Linked DNA regions of Drosophila melanogaster: region 2 is linked to region 1. Evidence: chromatin contacts called from public Hi-C data. All regions are on one chromosome and are shown on one strand. Each heading gives the region's core, a stretch centred on a gene start, on an enhancer-like site or on the middle of the called end of the contact. The rest is flanking DNA. Distances are from core to core; before and after follow the strand shown. Region 1 has its middle 10 kb from the start of CG5290. Region 2 overlaps ftz-f1 (ftz transcription factor 1).

The links. Hi-C and Micro-C count contacts between places; a contact is called where the count stands out from the background.
Region 2: a contact with region 1 is called in a Hi-C map of the Kc167 cell line, with 1.6 times the contacts expected there. The contact joins two enhancer-like sites. A contact is called at or near these places in 1 of 107 Hi-C or Micro-C datasets (the Kc167 cell line) and 1 of 6 datasets of contacts at active chromatin or transcription factors (the Kc167 cell line).

Annotation. Positions count from the first base shown.
Region 1 is chr3L:17,921,188-17,924,398 of dm6, reverse strand. No RefSeq gene overlaps it. Among named protein-coding and RNA genes, the nearest start is that of CG5290, 10 kb to the right of the region's middle. Within about 2 kb of position 1,703, at least 24 of the 39 cell types and tissues checked have an H3K27ac peak or open chromatin away from gene starts, as enhancers often do. A contact at or near this core is called in the Kc167 cell line, where this site is marked.
Region 2 is chr3L:18,780,442-18,783,652 of dm6, reverse strand. The region is part of intron 2 of ftz-f1 (ftz transcription factor 1); the gene reads left to right. The region is part of intron 2 of lncRNA:CR45939 (long non-coding RNA:CR45939); the gene reads left to right. Among named protein-coding and RNA genes, the nearest start is that of ftz-f1, 19 kb to the left of the region's middle. Within about 2 kb of position 1,707, at least 27 of the 39 cell types and tissues checked have an H3K27ac peak or open chromatin away from gene starts, as enhancers often do. A contact at or near this core is called in the Kc167 cell line, where this site is marked.

The sequences.
Region 1 (3,211 bases), core at 454-2,953:
CGGTCTTTATGTCCATCTTAGCTGGCATCTAGCTGACTAGCTGGCCAACTAACCGAATGCGATTGCTTTCGGCGCCTCGGAGATCCAACGGATTTGGGTTGGGCGCTTGAACTTGAGCGGCGAGATCGGCTCAAAAGGCTGGCCAAGATTGGAAAAGCGAGCTCAGAAGCTTTGGAGAGTCGCCCGCATAAGCGAATCACGGTCGACCCCCGGATCCAATCCGATCCGATCTGATCGGAACCAGTTTCCCTTCGCATATCTCAATGATTCGTTTCTCGATTGGCGGGCCATTCATTCATATGGATATGCACCGTACACCGTTATACAGCCACTTCCGATTTCGAGTCGCTTATTTGCTTATCAGCGCGATTTACGATTCCGATTTTGATTCCAATACCGATTCCGATCTCGGTTTCATTTTTCCTCGGCCCCCAATGACAAATGACAGCCTTAGTTTCAGGCGTTGGGGACAGCCCATCAATCGTGGCCAACTTCCTCAACGGCTCCACTACCAATTAATCACAGCTTAATCAGCGAAATTATTTATTTATTAGCCCCCGAAAAGTGCCAACATAATCTGAAAAATGCGCTAAGTGATTTAATGTCGCTGATTCGATTTGCCAAATTCGTTTGCAGATAACCCCTTTATTCGCTAATTTGCAAAGATTGTATTGAGTTAAGAAGAATTTTTGGTTCTTTAATATAATGGATTAGTAAATGATACTAACATTTATTTAATACTGATTTATTATTGAAGTGAATAAATATTATTTTTTTATTATATTCTTTGTTTATAGGTGAAACCCACATGCGAAATACGTTATCTCCCTGTTATTAAATGGAAAATGTTTTGATTTTCTTTATATATGACGAAATATTTCGCAAAAATTAAATCAGCTCAGTTTATATATGTATTATTTACTTGTCTATTATTTTTACAAGAAAGCTAAAACTTATACATACGAAAAACTCTTTAAAGACATTATAAGTTTTCATTCTAGGTTTAATATGATAATTATCAGATTAAAATTGATCTGTTTAAGAAAAGCTTCATTTCATACAGCAGCTTTTGAGTATCTATATTGGAATTCATTTATAAAATTAGTAATAGATCTTTTCAATAATAATTTGAGATTGCAAATGTAGAGTTGAATAAATAGAAAATAATACTAAATATCCTATTGGGCCTTCGTTTAATTATTTTCCAAGGTAAATTTAAAGAGCTTTAATCTTAGAATCTAGCACAAATGAGACCATCATCGAGCAGCGGCCACTTAAAATTATTACTTCAGTCTGAGCCAGTTTTTACTTCAGAAGCTTTTTGCAGGTTCGCAAATTTATCGACGTTCTGTCTGGCACGGCAACCACTGCGCACACAGATACTCACACACCCACAGACGCACAATTAGACTCGCAGGCACACACACACACACACACGCACACACACACCTATTGACAAACGTCCGTCTCACAAAAAAAAAGGAATGAAAAAACGTAACCTTGATCTTGGCAATGTGATAACCTAACCTTGAACAGTGTATTTGATTTTTGTTGTCTCTGGCTTTGCTTTGTGTTTGTTTTTTGTTCACTTTTTGCTTTTTCTTTTTCTTTTGTATACATTTTAATGCCTTTTTACTGTGTCTGGCTGCTGGATTTTATTTTAGAATCTGCTCTTTACCCAGCGCTGTCTGCACTTTCAATTAAGACCCCACCCCCCCGTAGAACACGCCACCACCCCCAGCAGCGCCCACTTCCCTTTGGCGCCAAGCAGCCAAAAAAGCCAAAAGGGGCAGCAGAGAAGATCAGCTCAGCAGCTATAGCGATTAACGATAAGCGACAGCTGCTGGTCAAGCGTTTTCGGCTTCCGCTTTGCAACGACTTTGGAAAAATAAATAAAACAAAGCCCGGCTCGAAGCAGATACAAAAACTACTCACCGCCATCCAAGTTCAGCTCATTAATTAAAAGCACGAGCGAGCCCCCAGCGCTGATTATTCAGATCTTTTATTTTATGAGTCGTTGTGATTGGAAACGACCCTCTCGCTCCGACACCATATCGCTGTCTCTATCTGACGCACGTTGGCGCCGTGATGAACGGGCTTAAATGGAAAAGAGCCACGGCCTAATCTGCGGATTCTGCGATCTTGTGCCATCTGATCTGGAAAATGTCAAGTTCGCAACTCAAAAAGTATGAGCAATGCCAGTGAGTCGTGACCAAATGGAGGTGTTTCAAATATTTCAGTCATATAAGAATGAATATTGAAATCATAGAACGGGGGTCTTTGTTATTATTAATTAAATATATATATAATGTTAGACAAAGCAATAAAAAATAATAAACTTGCTATTACATTTAACAAGCTAACAAGTACGCCAAAGTATTTCATATCTTATCAGTATGAATTATGTATCATTATGCTTGATCATGATAAGAATTAGTGACAAGAATTAAACTTGAAATGTCAAAATATACATATTTGTATATATATGTATTTCTTAATCTTTTCCTAAGAATCAAAATCTTTGCGATCTTAAAATTCTGAAGTGTAGTGCATTATTTCTCCCCCAAAATACTCCACATTTCGCTTTCTTTCAGCTTTCATTGCCCCCACTTATCGTTCGCTTTCGACATTCTGTCAGATTGGCCCATAATCAGTTTGATTTTATTTCAGTTGAGTTCGCTTATTCATTGTACGCTGGCTGGCTTATTTTTCTGATTGTCATGGCGCGTCCTTGACCTTGGCCATAAACCCGAATTTTGAGCTTCACTTTGTTCCCTATTTGCTTCTTTCTTTTCAAAGCTGTTTTCGAGGCGGTTTTTGTACGCGAGTTTCTGTTTGGGGACTGCTGTTTGCTAAATTATCGCTTATTATTCAGTGTGGCATTTGTTGATTTTAATTTTGTTAATTAGATAAATAGAAATGTGTTGTTCGGTACCGGGCCGGGGGACTTTCCATGCTAACCTTCACCTTGCTGTTATTTGCTAATATTTTGCCAAATAAATCAGTTTGGCCATAAAATTCTAAGTAAATAAGCTAGGAGGCAAAAACAAACGACGCCAAGTAATTCAGTAAGTGAAAATAAAATTGGAAAATAAACATACAGATGTACAACGCGGCTGAATCCAAAGTTCGAGTACATTTGGTGGAAAAAATGATATTAAAAATTCCGTGCCAATGTTCTGACTCTGATTTCAATGCACTTTTTTTTTAC
Region 2 (3,211 bases), core at 458-2,957, 860 kb before region 1:
GACGACGACGACGGCGGCGAAGAAGAAGAACCAAATCGGTACCATAAAATCGAGCAAATCAACAACAGACGACATATAAATGCAATATTTACAACGATTTTTCCGTTCAGCTTATTGCAATTGAAATTCCAGGCGGGGATTAGTCAGCTATTAGCACGTGGTCACCAGGCCAACTGAGATATGAATAAAATAAGGGGAATTCCATGGAACAGCGAAAGGGAAGGAAAGGGAAAAGAAGAGGAGTCATCCTAAAAAGGGAAAGTGAATGACGTTGGGAAAGTGAAAAGGATTTAATAATGTGAACAAGTCGGCTAAAAATAATATTTTGTTTATCATATAAGTATAAAACCTGTAAAGTTTATAAATATATATGTATAATATGTATGTATATACAAGAAATATTTATGTTCTTTAGAAAAAATCGCGTATACGACCTGTGGTCAGCTTTTTACTTTGGTTTCAGTTTTTGTTCTATTGGAAAATGCAATTTTGGGAAACAATAGATCATTTTATTAATTTAACAATGTATTTTAAAATACGCTAATTATATTTTAAATGTTTTATTCAAAAAATCTACCATAAATGTTTAGCAACATCATAATAAAGCGAATGATTTCAGAATGATGATCACCCAGCCCAAAAAAATTCTTTCCATATTAACTCAACAAAGTGATTGATTAGTATAAATAAATAACTGAGCAAAGCATGGCAATCAAAAAAGCCCCATTGAGCCACACCTGTTCCACGGCACCTTTCGATTGGTGATGATATTCCACATGACAGACAAGATAGACCGACGGACTGCGAAGTCAGCGTCGCCGTTGCCGATCTACAGAAATAACAAAAAAAAAAAAAAAAAAAAAAAAAAGAAGCAACACTCACTCAGCTGACCTCATTACAAATGTGCTATAACAAATATAATAATGGCTAATGAAATTAACAACGCAAAATAGTAGAGGCAAATTAAATATTAAATATTGTATAATTTATACGCGTTAATTTATTACGTTTTCGCCAAAAAGGTTTGAACAGGTTGCGTGAAAAAAGTGAAATAATGATGGGAAGGAGGGGAAGTAGGGGAGGGAGGGTATATGGGTGGTATGCGTAATTTATTGCGCATTGAAAAAGTGCACTTTGACTAAATGTGTGCATTACGAGTTTTCTGAAGCGCACTGAAAATAAATTAAATAGCAATCAGGACTTGTTTAAAAGTGTTTTTATCTTTTTTTTTTTGTATTTGATTAGTGAAGATAAAAGTCAGATAATAAATAAATGCAAACTTTTAGGATGTTAAAATCCTCTGCCAGTTGTATATTTATGGGTTTTTATTGCTCATCTGAATGATTACAGTCCTCTTGTACTATACTGCTAATGAGTATAATCTTATAATGTATCCAAGTTATGTTCTTATTCCTATATACATTAACTAAAACGAACAGTACATAATAAATCTGATATCTTAACTATTTAATTATGTTCAAGAAGCGTTTTACTTTACAAATCGATTTTTTTCTTGTAAGGTATGCTTTTTTTTTCTTAGTGTAGACGGACACATTTATATATAGAAATACACTATTATACAAATCTACATTAAGCTGACCTCCTCCTCGAGCGGCTCGCTGCGACGGCGACGCTGGCAGAGGCTGTGGCAGCAGCGCTGGCAGCGGCGAATTGCGGTCGAAACCGTCCCTGGGCGAATCTGTATCTGTGTGTGTGAGTGTGCTTTGTATCTGTGCGCGTGTGTGCTTGTGTGTGTGTGCGGCATATGAAAAGTGTGTCAAGGTTTTTTGAATAATATTTTGTGCAGCGTTAACGCGACGTCCGCAGAGAAAACGTTGCTGTTGTTTTTGTCTCTTTTTCCCTTGTTGTTGCTGCTCTCGATTGTTGTTGTTGCTATTGTTGCTGGCATTTTGTTGTAATCGCCGTTGTTGCCATGTTTGCTCTTTTCATTGTGCCACTCCCCCTCCCCTTTCGCCATCCGCCACCCATCGCCCACCCAACCCCCTTTTGTGTTTGCTCATTTCACACTGTCATCGTTTCTTCTTCTCGCATTTTATTTGTACTTAATTTTGCTTTGTGGACAACACATTACTTGCGCTATTATTTATTGTTTACTTTTTAATACTGACTTCTTTATATTCAATTTAATTGAGATTCGCGGCTTTAATTCGTCAATCAACCGCATTTCTTTCGCTCTTTATCTTTTGTATTTGGGCAGTGTGCGATAAGAAAAGCGAAATGGAGACGATTGTAGTAATGGTGTAATCGGAATGTGGGTGGCGCGATTTATTTCCGTGGGCTTTTTACTTTCCGTGGGGTAGGCTTAATCCGGCGTAAAGTTGCTGGAGAGTTGGCATAACCCACATGGGAGTGTGTTGCCAAACCTTTTCCTCTAACTCGCCCAATTAGCGTTCTTTATTTTTTTTGGGAAAGCCGAAACGAAGAAAACCGAAACACAAACGCAAACCGTTGTTTGCCTAAGTCGGTTATTTATGGGCACATATTTTTACCGCCTGGCAACTGATTCAAATATCCAGGTAAAAGTTGGAATTGTTAGGTTGGAAGGTGTTCACACATGAACACGAATATATTTAAAGACTTACAATTTTGGGCTCCGTTCATATCTTATGTAAATGAATCGAGAGCGATAAATTATATTTAGGATTTTGTTATCTAAGGCGACATGGGTGCATTGCTCAAAAACATGTAATTTAAGTGCACACTACATGAGTCAGTCACTTGAGATCGTTCCCCGCCTCCTAAAATAGTCCCTTAGTGGGAGACCACAGATAAGGTCCTCGCCGCTCAAGATAGGCAGATGTGCCCGAGCGTGGGACCTCGATAAGGCGGGGACTATTTACTTAGGCCTCTGCGTAGGCCATTTACTTTAAGATGCGATTCTCATGTCACCTATTTAAACCGAAGATATTTCCAAATAAAATCAGTTTCTTACAAAAACTCAACGAGTAAAATCTTCTTATTTGGGATTTTACATTTGGTCAATCGAGCCTTTAATCGACTCTGCAGTTTCCCCCTACCAAAGGTAAGGAACTCAGAGAAAGGCCAGCTCCTTTAAGCATCTTACAGCTAAAGGTAGCAAAAATAAGTGACTCTTGTTTCCCCCTACCAAAGGTAAGGAACAGAGTATAAATATAAAAAGCAAAAGATACAAAAGAATCTTTTATGTTTTAAAACAAGCACCTTATAGTCT